Linked DNA regions of Sus scrofa: all the other regions are linked to region 1. The links are chromatin contacts, called in public HiChIP or PLAC-seq and promoter capture Hi-C maps. All regions are on one chromosome and are shown on one strand. The core of a region is the stretch at or near the end of the contact, and the rest is flanking DNA. Distances in the headings are between cores, read along the strand shown.

Evidence for each region. Promoter capture Hi-C pulls out the DNA fragments that hold promoters and counts their contacts. HiChIP or PLAC-seq counts read pairs in DNA pulled down with a chosen protein or histone mark.
Region 2: a contact with region 1 is called in a promoter capture Hi-C map of fetal liver, with 2.7 times the contacts expected there. The contact joins the promoter of TAOK1 here to the promoter of SSH2 in region 1. A contact is called at or near these places in 1 of 5 promoter capture datasets (fetal liver) and 1 of 2 datasets of contacts at active chromatin or transcription factors (skeletal muscle).
Region 3: a contact with region 1 is called in an H3K27ac HiChIP or PLAC-seq map of skeletal muscle, with 4 times the contacts expected there. The contact joins the promoter of CORO6 here to the promoter of SSH2 in region 1. A contact is called at or near these places in 8 of 47 Hi-C or Micro-C datasets (embryonic fibroblasts, fetal skeletal muscle, liver and 4 more) and 1 of 2 datasets of contacts at active chromatin or transcription factors (skeletal muscle).

What each region holds. Positions count from the first base shown.
Region 1 is chr12:46,083,022-46,087,998 of Sscrofa11.1, reverse strand. It overlaps SSH2 (protein phosphatase Slingshot homolog 2), which reads left to right and starts at 2,279. Exons shown (of 20, transcript XM_021067518.1): 1 at 2,279-2,445. The coding sequence starts at 2,383. EFCAB5 (EF-hand calcium-binding domain-containing protein 5) reads right to left here and starts at 2,784. Exons shown (of 24, transcript XM_013981195.2): 1 at 2,427-2,784.
Region 2 is chr12:45,594,080-45,599,056 of Sscrofa11.1, reverse strand. It overlaps TAOK1 (serine/threonine-protein kinase TAO1), which reads right to left and starts at 1,990. Exons shown (of 20, transcript XM_003483075.4): 1 at 1,323-1,990.
Region 3 is chr12:45,812,164-45,817,140 of Sscrofa11.1, reverse strand. It overlaps CORO6 (coronin-6), which reads left to right and starts at 2,547. Exons shown (of 13, transcript XM_021067517.1): 1 at 2,547-2,778; 2 at 4,553-4,752. The coding sequence starts at 4,555.

The sequences.
Region 1 (4,977 bases), core at 1,030-3,529:
AACGTTTTGTGAATTTGGGTACCTTGTAATCCCAGTTTTGGCTATGATTTTTATCACCTCAAGTATAACGAATAAAGATGTTCTATACCCACCTACAGATAAGGCATGTCTTGACCACTAATCTACTGTTAAGGCATGGAATCATGTCTTTTAAATTATTTTTATCCCATTTTTGCTTGATGCTATTTTCTACACATAGGGTACACTAGCAAAATCTGACTGAACTTGGGACAAACTTCAGAGAATAATAAAGTTATCTTAGTTACATGCAGGGCTTTATGGTTTACACTGCACTTTACTACATACATTATCTCATTTGAGCACAAGGATACTGTGACTTAGAGCTCCATTGCAGAAATGAAGAAGCTAAAGCTCAAAAAGTTTAAACCATTTGCTCGAGGTTTTACAGAGCTGGAACTAGAAGCCAAGTCTCTGATTCCTAGGGCAATGCTCTTTCCCACTGTAAGATTAATAGAATTAAGTCTCTCATCTTCCAAAAGAATTTATGATTATGTTGCTACACAAAAGTAGATATAATCAGTGTTTCTGTCCCTGAGTCAGTAAGAAAACTAACATATAAGTACATTACTAAGACCTATTGATTTGAATAATCTAGAATAATGCTTTGGTTTATAAACCACACTTCATTTATTTGAATTCATTCAGCTTTCAGCTATGTATATTTTTTGCCTATGCAATATAGCTTCCTGTTTGATTTCCAAAGCTTTGGTTCAAAGTTCTCATTCTGAACTTTGTCTTCTCTTTTCCTGTTTACTAAGTAGCTCTGAGAAAAACACAAGATTGTTTAATTGTGAACCATACAGCTTTGTTTAATTTTGTCTCTCAGGCTCTCTTGACCACCACCAGGGGGCAAAAGCCTACCAGCTGGCTTCTCTGCAGTACATTCCACGGAAGACTGTACAGTACAGGGACCCTCAGTGTCTGATTCTTGATGGAACCTCCCTGCTAATTATTTCAACCACAGGGCCCCAGAGAGAGAACAAAGGCTCAGCACAGAGGGCTCTAGTGGCACTTAACCATACAGTGGCCAGAAAGAGCTCCTGACAGCTCTGTCAGTTTACAAGAAGCAGTAAGATCCAAGAGAGTTTGAGTGACAAACAGGAGGTGGTAGGTTAATAACTGCAAGTTCCTGAATGTGTTTTTACAGCTTTAATATATATGGTAGTATGTACCAGCACATCCACTCAAATTGAGAAATAGCTTTGTCAACTCTCTTTCTCTGTGAAATCAATCAGTAGTATTTGCATAGTGCCATTTCCACCCCCCCTTTAATGTCGATTTTTCATTACATTGTTGGCTTATGTTCAACTGATGATTTATCGTTTAGAAAACTATTTCTTTAAAATACTTAATCTCGGCATTTCACATACGTCTATGAAATAATGGCATCCAGAGACGAAGGAGAGGAAACCTCAACGAGCAAATCCTAGTTAAGAGAATTTCTTCCAGCAAAAAGCAAGTGGGAGGTAAATAGCCGGTTGGACCCTTACAAGTCTGTGAGCCCAGCTTTCTCGGCCTCCCGGGTTCGCTCAGCCTCTCTGCATCTCGAGAATAATGAAGGAGTCCTTAGACACGGGCCAAGGAAATAGAGGAAGACTCCCGAGGTATTAAATTTTAAAATCTTCCTTTCAAAAAGTCTCATCATAAAACACAGACTCGGAGACGGAAGGGTGGAAAAGCTCAGAAAAATCCCCCGAGAGCCGGGGTCAAAGGGAAAGTCTCTAGCCCAGTAAGTCCCACCCACGCACGGGGAAAGCGTTTCAAACCCCGCGGCGCCCTTTCCCACCAGGAAACTTGTTTGCCTCAGGCTTTTCACCTCAGTTTCTTTTCACTAAGGTGGGTTAGGCTCTGCGCCCCACCTCAGAAAACGGTTATCCCTCAGGCGTGGGGACCCGAGAGACGCCCCAAGCCCCTACGCCCCGCCTCCCATCGCAAGCCCCAGCCCCCAGCACGGCCAAACTGCACGATTCCAGAGCCCAGGAGGAAACCCGGGAGGGGGCGGCGGCCCGAGGCGCACACACCCGGCCGGCTTCCGGCAACTCAAGGGTTACGGCGAGGCGGCGGCGCGCGCCGAGGGGAGAGGCGGTTGCTGACAGGTGGCGCCTGCGCACTGGGAGCGCTCATTGTGCCCCGCAGCTGCCGAACCGCCCGCCCGCCCGCCCGCCAGCTGCCCGTTCGGCGCGTCAGTCTTGAGAGTCCGGTGGTGGGTGCGGAGCCTGCGGCCGTTCCCGCGGCCTCGTCCTCCTCCCCGTTCCCCTCACCCCTTCCCCACACCCCTTGCCCCATCCCGGCTCCGTCACCCTCCCGCCCCCCACACTCAGGACAAGAATGCCCTGCCCGGAACAGCCCAGCAGCGCCTAGATGGCTTTGGTCACGGTCCAGCGGTCGCCTACCCCCAGCACTACCTCCAGCCCCTGCGCCTCGGTGAGTCCCTCCCGGCGGCCGCTCCGCTCGCTTCTGTCACTGCGGCTCCGCTTTGCCTCAGCGGGTCCCGCCGAGCGCCACTGCGCACGCGCCGCGCCGCTTCCCAGGCCTTGGCACTCGGCTGCCGCGAACCCCCCCACACCCCCATCTTAAAGACGAGCTGCGGGAACTACAGGACGTTGATTTGTGCCCCCATCACTCCGGGCACCTGGCGCCTCACAGTCCTCGCCCCGAACCCCCCTGTGGCATGCCTTCCTCTGGCTTGAGCACTTCCTTTCGGGAATGAGTCATTCTTGCTTTTCGCCCTCCCCCTTCCTTCACCCTCCGTTGCTCCGCTGCAGGGAGAGGACCCTGGGACTCCATCGTTGCCCCTAACACACACCCACATCCCCTTACCCACACCCAATTCGTGGACCCGTTCAATATTCGCACATTGCACGCCCTTCTCCGGGCTCTCCGGGTGTCTGCTTTCCCCCTGGTCCCTTGCTGTCCTTCTTGTGCTCTGTCCGTTCGGGCTTCATTGGACTGCTGAACGGTAGTTACTCCTCGGTTTCTTCCCTTCTTCGCCTCCTCCAAAGGGTGGCCGCGGTCTCTGCTCCTTGGATCTCTTACCTTTCCCCTACAAGGTCCCAAAGCATCTGGCGCTGCTTGATGACCAGTGCCAATTCATTTACATCTTACAGACATTTATGCCTTACACTCAGCTGCTCATGATCGTTCTTGTTCTTGGGTCGTGTGTACGGCTCGTTACTTCACATGCCTATGCCAGTGAAGCGTGCTTCCAGAAGGAAAATACCCAGTAACCAGCCTTTTCCTGCTGGGCCCTTCTAAGCCTTGGTTCCTCGCCCCACCCCCACTCCTATACACTCCATTCTTTTAGGCTCCCCCCCCCAAATGTTTAGTTTTTCAAATAAAATATTGCACCAGTGGGGCGAAATAGGATCTTAAAAAAAAAAAAAAATCCAGATGTTTTAGAAGGAAAAGATCGAATGAATGTATGAACAATTGGAAAAACCATTTTGAATTTCCTACAGAACTGTAATTTTTAAAGCTGTGTTGGTGGATTTAGTGGTTTCAACTTGCAAAAAGGCATTCAGTAAACACTGTACCACCTTCCACTGTAAAAATTCTGCTTAATCTAAATATTTATATTTTAAGTGAGGTGTGAACTTTGATATCTTGAAAATAACCTGGTTTGTAATTTCAACATAGTTTCCTGAATTTCAAATTTTTATTGTGTATGGTGCTGGTTTCTTTTTCTCTTGTGCTAGTTTTTGCACTTTGTGTGGCCAAATTGGCAGCTGTATCCTAATTCTATAGGTGATTATACTTCATAGATTACCTTACCTTGTATTGTTTCCAGAAAGCAGAACTAGCTAAGATCCTTGGATAGAGAAGTTCAAGGAGGCAGATTTCCAGTCATTGTAAGGAGGAATTTTCAAACAGTGGAGTGGACTGTCTTGCAAAATAGTGCCCATTGCTGAAAGCAAAGGCTGGAGGACCTTTTGCCTAGGAGTTGGTAAAAAGAATTCCTGCGGTGGGGGGGCCTTCTAAGGCTCTTTGCAACTTTTAGGATTATGTGATTTGAGAATAACTGCACGTGAAAGCTAGTGAAATATTTAAGGGTCCTCTGAAGACAAGTATCAGGGATGTAAATTCAATATACTTTATTCTTATATGCTAGTTTTTAGAAAGTCATTAAAATACCATCAGACCATCTTAATTCGCTCTACCTTTTGGGTTTGGGCCTGATTTTGGCTGAGAAAGCAACTGAAGTTTAGTTGAGTTGTGCAGGTAAGCCAGGAACCAGTATTATAGTGACATAATTTTCCCTGGGCATTGTTGAAAATAGTTTATACTATAATAATTATATATGTATTTCATGTTATCATACTAATTTTCTGGAAGTGAATGTTTAGTGTATAGTAATACCGTATCTACTTAATAAGACTTAATTAGTCAAAACTTGGTTATTTTAGAGGTATGTTAATAGATACTTTTTGACACAGGTAATTAAATTGATCATGTGGTAGGCTCAGTTGTTGAACTGAATGACATATTTCTACATCTACTTGGTATAGTAGCCTGGTTATTTCAGTTTGTGTGTGGCCCTGGAAGTAAAGGAGTCCTGGGACTGGTGTGGGTGTGTGTGTGTGAGAGAGAGAAAGGGAAACAATCAGCATTTTTAGCCTGACTGTGAGCCTGTTTACCTTTACCTTTAAATTGTCTTATTTCATTTCATTGTCTCATGGCCCTTGTGTTCTAATATTTGGCTGCTGTCTGACCTGCATATATTTGCTGTTGCATCTCTCGGTGCATGAATAGGTTGAGTTGTTTGTTTTAAAAGAGATCATAAAGAATCTATAGAACCATGAAAGGAGAGGTTTAGTTTTGTGAGGCTGGAAATTTAGATTTTTTAATAAATCATTTTAACTATTCTAGTATGCTTTTTCAGTGCAGGAGGTAAGATAATACTATCAGCTTTTCAATATTCTTTTATTAGGGATTATACAAATCTATTGATCATCTACT
Region 2 (4,977 bases), core at 741-3,240, 490 kb after region 1:
AAATCACTTCATCAGTAAATCTAAACACTTAAAGACTGTAGACTTCGACTACTCTTTGGTCACAAGAACTTGTAACACACTTCCAGAATGATATATTTTTTAATTTATTTCTACTCTACCAAACAAAACCAACAAGTATTACTGTAAACCAGATAAGATGATTTGTTTTAAACAAACATGATATGAAGCAAAAGAAGTGGAAAAATAACTTACTGACTACAGAATATAGATCCCACTGCAGCATAATTAGACAAACTAATGTTTATTATTTTTTCATTACATTAATAAAGCAGTTGCTACAGAAAGGTTTGTAACTTAATCATTTTCAGAAAATTTCAATTTCAATGTTATACAAAATAGTATTAACCCTAAAAATTCAAAGTTCAGGGAGAAGGAATGTCTATCAGATGGCCTGTCCATATATAATCTTTAATAATTTTTCAAGAACTACAAAAATCATAGGAAGAAAAAAAGGGAAATGAGAGAGTACAAAATTATTTTATTTGACTCCTAACAAAAACTCGGTATGCTCACACAAAAAAGTCAACACAGTGTTTAAAAAAGAGAGCGAGAGAGACATCAAAACTCTAAACCGGCAGCGCCTCTCTGAGAGGCCATATCCCCCAACAGTAACAGATATATTTCCCAGGGACAGATCTCAGAATTATACCGGTACTATTAAGGATTTAAAACCAAAGGAAGAGGGATAACCTTTGCAAGGGAAGCGCCATTACTTCCCTCTCCTGCTCCCTCTCCCTTCAGTATATACATGGGCCTGTGTATGAAGAAACTGCCTTGGACTTCTGCAGCATTGCAGTACACTAAAGGATGGGGAAAGGTACAGGGAAAGAAATGCTTCCATCACCCCTACAGAAGACGGGTACAGATTTCCTGTGGGGGTGGATGTGTGGGAATCCACCCAGTAGGCTACCTTGAGCAGTCTCCCTTCCCAGGAATACACAGACACTACAAAGGAGGAGAGGGAGGAGCAGAGGGATCAGAAGGGAAAAGGACCTCGCGCCTTTAAATCGGGGTGCACATCAACCCAGTCTCCCTAGGAGGGCCACACCTTCCTCGAGACGGCTCCTTCCACCACCCCCTTCCGGTGACCCTCAGGAAAGAGGAAAGTAATTGCTCTAGCCCCTCCAAACGGGAGGGCGCCCAGCTCACCAGCTTCTTCACCCCACCCACAGAATCACAGACCCTCCTTGTCTCCCTCCCCCACCCCACCCCCACATCCCCTCTTCCGCGCCGCGGCCAGAGTGGGCCGAATTTCCCCGCCCCCTCCATGTCTCCCTTTCCCAGAGCAGAGGTGCCCTTACCCTTTAGCCGACAGGTCTGGGGCGGAGTAGGCAGGCGTAGCCCCCTGCAGCGCTTGGGTAGCCGCTGCGCTGGAGCTCGAGGAGTGAGGAGGAGGAGGAGGGGGCCAGGCGACAGACTGCCGCCCCCCCCCCCCCGGAGCCCCAGCAAGCCGCCCAGCCCTAGCTCTGCGACGAGGGGCGGGGGGGGGGGGGCGAGGGGACGACCGGGGTCGAGGAGGCGCCCTCAGCGCTTAGGCTCAGCTAAGATGGCGCGGGGAAGTGCCGGGAGCCGCCGCCGCCGCCTCCGGGGAACCGGCTCGGGCCTCGGCCGCCTCCTGTCCTCACACAGCCGAGGCCCTCTCGGTTCCCCGCCGCGGCCCCTCGGCGGGCGGGCCGAGGCACAACCCTCCACTACCACCACCACCCCTGGGAAGGGGGCGCTCACAAAGGGAAGAGAGGCCACGGGCCGGCCGGCCGGCGGCGGGGCGGGGTCCCCAGGGGCCTGAGGCCTCAAAGGTTCGCGGGTGCCTCGCGCTCTCGGCCCGCGAAGGGCGCAGGCAGGCGGGACCCCTCCTCTCTTCTTAGGCGGTTGGCAGCACAGACTCACTCTCTTAGCCACCCTCCCTCTCTCTCTCCGAGCCCTGAAGCCACAGAGCCCGGCCGCTGCCCAGATTCCCCCCTTCCCCAACACCACTCCCCTCCTCCCGACAGTCATCCCAGTCTCCGATCTCGCGAGATTTCCCGCCTGACAGACCCGACCCTGCGCGAGACAAGACGGGAGCGCGCGAGTGCTTACACTGGGCGGAGTCTCACGAGTAGCTCCGACTTCCAGCCTCTGTCCAGCCCAATTTCACTCAGCTGGCAGAGTTCTTCTCTCACGCGGGCATCAGGTGTATTCATTTCACCCTGAAATCTAAGAAAGAAGAGCTTATCTGCTCTCCTCCTTTGCTTTTCCCACTTCCAAAATACCCGCCCCCCGCCCTCCCCACTAACCCCGCGCTTGAGAAATTTGCCCTGACACGTTGAATATCCCATTTTTACACACCTTAGTTCTTGTCCTCTGTGGAATTCAGGGGTTGACTGGTCAGCGTAATCAATATATAATTGAGTATTTCAGATTCTATAAGTTTATAATAATTTCTGGAATGGTAATAAGAGTTGTAAATACAGATGTAAACCATCCTATATGTTAGGGATGGTAGGAAAGGGACAAATTCTTGAAAAGTTTTTGTGAATTGCTTGAGTAGGTTGAGTGACAAGAGCAGTAAACAAGCTAGAGTCCTAAGGGAAGAGGTAGTGCTTCTCATTCTTGTAGTAAAAAACTTTTTTTTTTTTTAAGGGGAAAACCCCTTCAGTGGATTGCAAACAGAGCAATTTTATTCAGGAACCAAAAGGAATACCTAAGGAGCAGTCATAAAAAAAAAAAAAATTTGGTTCATCAATCAGTAAAACAACTGAGATAAATACATGTCGTGTGGGGCTTATGAGTGAAAATGTACTCCAGAACAGTTATTGAAAGTTACAGTAAACTAGGAAAGTACCCTGGCAGTGGTGAGAAAAAGCAAGCTCTCTGCTTCAGTAGGATATATATTTAATTTGTTTTAAATGTTCCCTCTCCTAGTAAGGGTCCTTGTTTTGTCAGTCATTCCTCTTTTCACCTACATTGTCAACAATTCTCAAATGGCGACTTCTCCTGAGCATAAAAAAATGCCCTGCTTTCTCCTTCTTTGAGGGAAAAAGAAAGATTACAATCTTCACCTCTCCTCCACAGACAAGTTCTTGAAAAAGTTGTCTATCTTCCCACCTCTATCAAAAATTAAGAATTTGATTTGCCAAGGTCAAGAGTGACCTCCTAGTTGCTATGTCTAATGGAGTCATTTTAATGCCTTCCTTCTCGATAGCTACAATATTTGACATAGTTGTTACTCCTTCCATCTTGAAACGTGTGTACCTCTTCGCAGCACCACTCAAGACCAGTTATTTCTCCTTTCCTGCATCTGGAGCCCCTCTTCCTCCACCTGCTCCTTTTTTCACCTCTTTTACAGCAGGTGCAGCACATGGACGTTCCTGGGCTAAGGGTCGAATCAGAACTGCAGCTGCTGTCTATGCAACAGCCAAGGCAACACCAGACAACGTCAGATACAAGCCGTGTCTGTGAACTACACCACAACTCAAGGCAACACCAAATCCTTAACCCGCTGAGTGAGGCCAGGGATCAAACCTGCGTCCTGGAGTTCCCGACATGGCGCAGTGGTTAACGAATCCGACTAGGAACCATGAGGTTCCTGCCCTTGCTCAGTGGGTTAACAATCCGGCGTTGCTTTGAGCTGTGGTGTAGGTTGCAGACGCGGCGGCTCGGATCCCATGTTGCTGTGGCTCTGGTGTAGGCTGGTGGCTACAGCTCCAATTGGACCCCTAGCCTGGGAACCTCCATATGCCAAGGGAGTGGCCCAAGAAATAGCAAAAAGACAAAAAAAAAAAAAAAAAAAAAAAAAAACAAAAACCTGCGTCCTCATGGATGCCAGTCAGATTCGTTTCCACTGAGCCACTATGGGAACTCCCCATAGTTTTTGTTCTCAATTTTACAGAGTTTTATTAAAGTGTAGTTGATTTACAATGTTGTGAATGTTATTAATATTTTATAGAAAATTTCAAACATACAAAAAAGGATTTGGGCAGAGTTCCCGTTGTGGCTCAGTGGTTGACGAATCCACTAGGAACCATGAGGTTGCAGGTTCGGTCCCTGGCCTTGCTCAGTGGGTTAAGGATCCCACATTGCCATGAGCTGTGGTGTAGGTTGCAGATGCGGCTCAATCTGGCATTGCTGTGGCTGTGGTGTCGGCCAGCAGCTCTGATTCCACCCCTAGCCTGAGAACTTTCATATGCCGCACCTGTGGCCCTTAAAAAAAAAAAAAAAAAAAAGTTGGATAGAATAATAAACCTTCATGTATACACCACCCAGCTTCAATTGTTATCACACTTCTGCAGTTTTGTTTCACCTATTCTCCCACTACCTTTTAACCCCCCCATGTAAGTAAATATCTAATAAACCATCATAACGTTTCACCTATAAATATGTACTTGACTATGTATCTCTAACACTTTTGTTGTAACATAACCATGATTTCATTCTCACACCTTTATAATACTTCCTTAATATCATTTAATACCCAACACATGTTCAGTTTTTCCCAACAGTTTCCAAAACATCTTTTCATAGCCCATTTATCTGAATCAGGATCTGAACAAATTCTCCACTTTGCGTTTTTTCTTCTTTCCTTCTTTTTTTCTTTTTTGAATGCATTTGATTTGTTGAAGAAATCAGGTTTTATAAACCAAGACTTTTCCATATGCTAGACTTGGCCACTTTCATCCTCACAGGGTCATCTCACATTTGCTTCAATGCCTATATTTCTTTTATTTACTTATTTATTTATTTATTTTGTCTTTTGTCTTTTTGTTGTTGTTGTTGTTGTTGTTGTTGCTATTTCTTGGGCCGCTCCCGCGGCATATGGAGATTCCCAGGCTAGGGGTTGAATCGGAGCTGTAGCCACCGGCCTACGCCAGAGCCACAGCAACTCGGGATCCAAGCCGCGTCTGCAACCTACACCACAGCTCACGGCAACGCCGGATCGTTAACCCACTGAGCAAGGGCAGGGACCGAACCCGCAACCTC
Region 3 (4,977 bases), core at 1,298-3,797, 270 kb after region 1:
CTGGCCTCGCTCAGTGGTTAGGGATCTGGCGTTGCCGTGAGCTGTGGTGTAGGCTGGTGGCAACAGCTCCGATTAGACCCCTAGCCTGGGAACCTCCATGTGCCATGGGCGGCCCTAAAAAGATAGAAAAAGAATCATCCATATCAAGTGAGACAGCACACCACTGGTCTCTGGCTGGAGTGCCAGAGGGCACAATGGTGAACGCAAAGCAAGGTCATTTCACAAAATATTCTAGGAGCTTCCAGTCAAAACAAATGACCAAACCGTGTCTAAATTGCCAGGCCACAAGCCAGATAAAGCCAGAAGGTGGCTTTATGAAAGATGAAGTCTATGCCTATCTTCTATGGATTGCAGCTCTGATGGAAAACAGCAAAGAAGGAGTTCCCATTGTGGCTCAGGGGTTAAGAACTGGACTAGTATCCATGGGGGTGCAGGTTCGATCCCTGGCCTGGATCAGTGGGTTAAAGTATCCAGCATCACTGTGAGCTGTGGTGTAGGTCTAAGATACGGCTCAGATCCCGCATTGTTGTGGCTATGGCCGGCAGCTGCAGCTCCAATTCAACCCCTAGCCCAGGAACTTCCATATGGTGCAGGTGTGCCCCCCCAAAAAAAAGAAGAAGAAGAAGAAAACAGCAAGGAAAAGCACCCAGTAGCTTCTTCCATTGATTGGTTCTTTGCATTGACTGGTTCTTTGTGCCGAGGCTCCACCCGCCCACAGCTCTGCCAGGCCTTGGCAGCAGAAGATGGCTAAAGGGCAGGGCTGAGCCATGCAACCCTAAACAATTCCTGCTGCTGTACCTGGAGAGCAACTCCCTTCCTTCCCAGGTGATGGAACTGAAGGCATTGAAGGATTCCTGCTTCCTAGTCTTAGACCCTTCCCTCTAGAATGGAGTGCTAGGCTCTCTTTAAAGAGAAGAAAAGGACAGGGGAGAAGGAAAAAAAGCCATTTCAGGGTAGGAGACAGCATGTCAAATTCACTCTCTGCCAACAAGTGGTGCAGTGTTGGAAAGAACCTAACCCAGCCCTCTTCATTTTACAGCCCAGAGAGCTGCAAGAATAGGGTGATTGAGCAATGGCTGGAACTCCAGTTTTGCAATTAGTCCAGGCATCCTCTCCTCTGTGCTACAAAGCATAACTCCCAGTATCAGCACTGAGATAAAGCAGCACTGTCCTTCAAAGAGAGGCAGAAATGCATGGTGCTGAAAGCTTGACCCAGACACCAGACCACTTGGGTAAGAATCTCAGCTCTACTACCTACGGAGTTGAGTGATGCATTAACTATTTAACCTCTTTGAACCTCAGTTTCCTCATCTGTAAAATAGAGGTAATAATAATACCCATCTCAGAAGGCTGTTATCAGAATGGAATTAAAATGTGTAAAGCCCTCGGAGTTCCTGTCATGGCTCAGTGGTTAACGAATCCAACTGGGAACCATTAGGTTGCGGGTTCAATCCCTGGCCTTGCTCAGTGGGTTAACGATCCGGCGTTGCCATGAGCTGTGGTGTAGGTCGAAGACGCTGCTCAGATCCCACGTTGCTGTGGCTCTGGTGCAGGCCTGTGGCTGCAACTCCGATTCGCCCCCTAGCCTGGAAACCTCCATATGCTGCGGGAATGGCCCAAGAAATGGCAAAAAGACCAAAAATAAAAATAAAAAATTAAATGCGTAAAGCCCTTAATACAGTATCAACACACAGTAAGTGTAAGCTATTGTTATTAAGGAGCAACTGTGTCACTCAGGTCTTTTCGTCCTAATCATGTGCCTGGAATTTTTAGATAAAAGGGAGATTCCTCATCTACCCTTATGCCCCCACAATGCTTTAATTATTTCTGGAGCACCTGTAACAGTTTCTGATTCTGTCCCCCACAAGCCACTGAATGCTTGGCCTCCTCCAGAGAAACAAAAGAGCCTTGTGAGGGCCTTCGAGGTTCCCACCACCATCCCTCCTTTTAACCCCAAATGCTGGTCTTTTTCTTCCCCACCCCCACCCCCCTGTCTCTAGGCTGCTTTCTGCCCTCTTCCATGGAATCCTCTCCAACAGGGTGAAATGCCTAGTACAGTGACAGCGTTTTAGGTTCTCAAGAGGTCACTATCACTAATAACAAGGATAACAGTTAACATTCACAGCCCCCTGTCGGGTACCCTCTCAGCTGCCCTGGGCCAGCTGAGACCCTCATCCAAGGGCCCCCAGAGCATGTTCAGGGACCTCTCCTCAGGGCTGTCTGGACGTGTAGTCCCACAGTCTTGGCCCGCTTGTACACGTTAAATTGGGAGTGCGACTGCAGCAAGAATGCAGCTCGAATGCACCTTATCTTGCCTAGCTGCCGGCTCTAAGGGGAACGCGCCCCCTCAGCGCCCAGGTCTGGGACTGGGATCCTGGGCCTCCCCAGCTCACCCTGCAGGCGCGGAGCGAGGGGAAGGAGCGCGCACACACAAAATTACTTTTGACGCTTCTCCGACTCCAGCGGACTGGCCGCGCGGAGTCTGAGGCGCTCGACTTTCCCGCCGCTGAGGGGGGCGGGGCCATTCCGACCCCGCCCCTGCCCTAGGCCCCGCCTCCGCAGGTTGATGGCAGCGGCAGCTGGGACTGCAGCGGCGCCCGGCCCCGAGAGTCGCAGGCAGCGGCCGGAGTGCGCAGCCTAACGTCCGGGCCCCAGACGCCGCGGACACCCGGAGAGGCAGTTCCGGCGCCCTGACGCCTCCCTCGGTCCACAGCGCACCCCCAATCCCCTCCGCAGAGAAGTCGCAGCGTGAGCGCCCCTCGGCCGGCTCGGGACCAGGTACCTCCCCCCTGCCACCGCCGCCACCGCAGCCAGCGGAGCGGGCGGGGTGTCTGGAAGGGACAGAGGTCTGCGCTCCCTCCCCCCACACTCCCGCCGCCAAATTCGGTCCCGGGCGGGGCGGACTTCTTGTCTATATTTGGCCGGACAGCGGCCTGCGCACCCCCAGGGCACAGACACCTCGTCTCACAAGAACGTAGAGCTGGGGCAGGAGGCAGGAGGAGGGTGCGGGGAGGCCCGGCCTAAAGGCCGGGGGCCACAGAAGCGGCTTGAAGGGCACAGGGATGCCCGGGGCTGGGAGGGGCAGGAGTCTGCGGCTGGGGCATTGGAAAAGCCCGATGTGCCCCCTGAGGAAGAGCTTAGCTTGAGCCCCTAGCGGGAGAAAAGGCAACCTGCCTTCCTTACTCCACTCCTGAAAATCTGATTCTGGCCTGGTGGGGGTGGAGGTGAAGGACCCCACCCCGGGAGAGTTTGGTTGGAGAGAGGACCCAAAGGAGAACTGGAAATGAAGAAGGGTAGGCAGAAGCCAGAACATCATGGTTAGGGCCTCTTAGACAAGGCAGTGCAGAGAGGAGTGGAGAAGAGAGCCACCCTTACCTGTGTCCCCACAACAGCATGGGAGGAAACTCTTGAAAACAGTAGCAGGAAGGACTCAGGCTAGCTGACAGGAGGAACATCTCCTTAGCAAATTTTTAGAAAAAGGCAAAACCCCATCCGCCTGTGCCAGAGATGCTGTTTAGGATGGGGCAGGGGCCGGAGTGGGGGATGGTGGGGTGGGGCTGCAGTCCTAGCCCAACAGATGGCCTTAAGCCAAAGCCTCTGATTCTGGACAAGGTGCCTCTGGGAAATAAACCACTTCCGTGAAGTGATGCTCATCCAGGGCTGGCAGTGGGAAGGCAGCCTGGAATTGAGGCTCCTCCCCAAATCACTTTAATTTCCAGAAAGCTTTCAGGCTGGGTCAGGCTCCACCATCTCCCTGGCCTGGTTCTCTAAGATGTCAGACCCCAAATCCTAGCTCCTCGAATGAAGCAGCACTTTAGAGATGGCTAAGAACTTTTCCCTTAAACTTTCTTCAACTTTAATTACCTTGAAGAAGCTCCCTGGAGTTCCTGTCATGGCTCAGTGGTTAATGAACCAGATAGTATCCATGAGGATGCAGGTTTGATCCCTGGCCTCGATTAAGGATCCGTGGGTTAAGGATCTGGCGTTGCTGTGAGCTGTGGTGTAGGTTGCAGACTTGGCTCGGATCTGGCATTGCTGTGGCTGTGGCGTAGCCTGGGAAGCTTCATTTGCCACATGTGCGGCTCTAAAAAGACAAACAACAAAAAAGAAAAGAAAAGAAAAAGCTCCCTGGAGTTCCCGTCATGGCTCAGTGGTTAACAAATCCGACTAGGAACCATGAGGTTGCGGGTTCGATCCCTAGCCTTGCTCAGTGGGTTAAAGATCCGGCATTGCTGTGAGCTGTGGTGTAGGTTGCAGACGTGGCTCGGATCCTGCATTGCTGTGGCTCTGGCGTAGGCCAGTGGCTGCAGCTCCAATTGGACCCCTGGCCTGGGAACCTCCATATGCTGTGGGAGCAGCCCTAGAAAAGCCAAAAAGCCAAAAAAGAAAAAGCTCCCTGCTTCTAGGACCAGTCTATATTAAGTTATGCCTGACTCTTGGCCAGATAACCCTTCTCACTTGCCACTCCCCCACCTCTCCCTCCTCCCACAGCTCACAGGACTAAGGACCAAAGGCATTTCTGGGCACTGAGATCCTCCATCTCTGCCCCCAGCTATGAGCCGGCGCGTGGTTCGGCAGAGCAAGTTCCGCCATGTGTTTGGACAGGCAGCAAAGGCTGACCAGGCCTACGAGGACATCCGTGTGTCCAAGGTCACATGGGACAGCTCATTCTGTGCCGTCAACCCCAAATTCCTGGCCATTATTGTGGAGGCTGGGGGTGGAGGTGCCTTCATCGTCCTGCCTCTGGCCAAGGTGAGAGATGAGGGGAAGGAAGTTGAGGACACTAGCTGTGGCTCCTGGGGACTCCTGACAGCAGCCCATGTTCTCACCTAGTTCCATTCCTTAGTCAGGAGGGCATGTGGATTGACTGCTCCCTGTTCCCCAGTTGCTAGGGACCAATTGGGAATCTCCCTTATCCCTCTCAGAGCGGCAGCATCACAGTGGCCCGCACCCTCTCGCAGCCCATCCCTTCTCCAT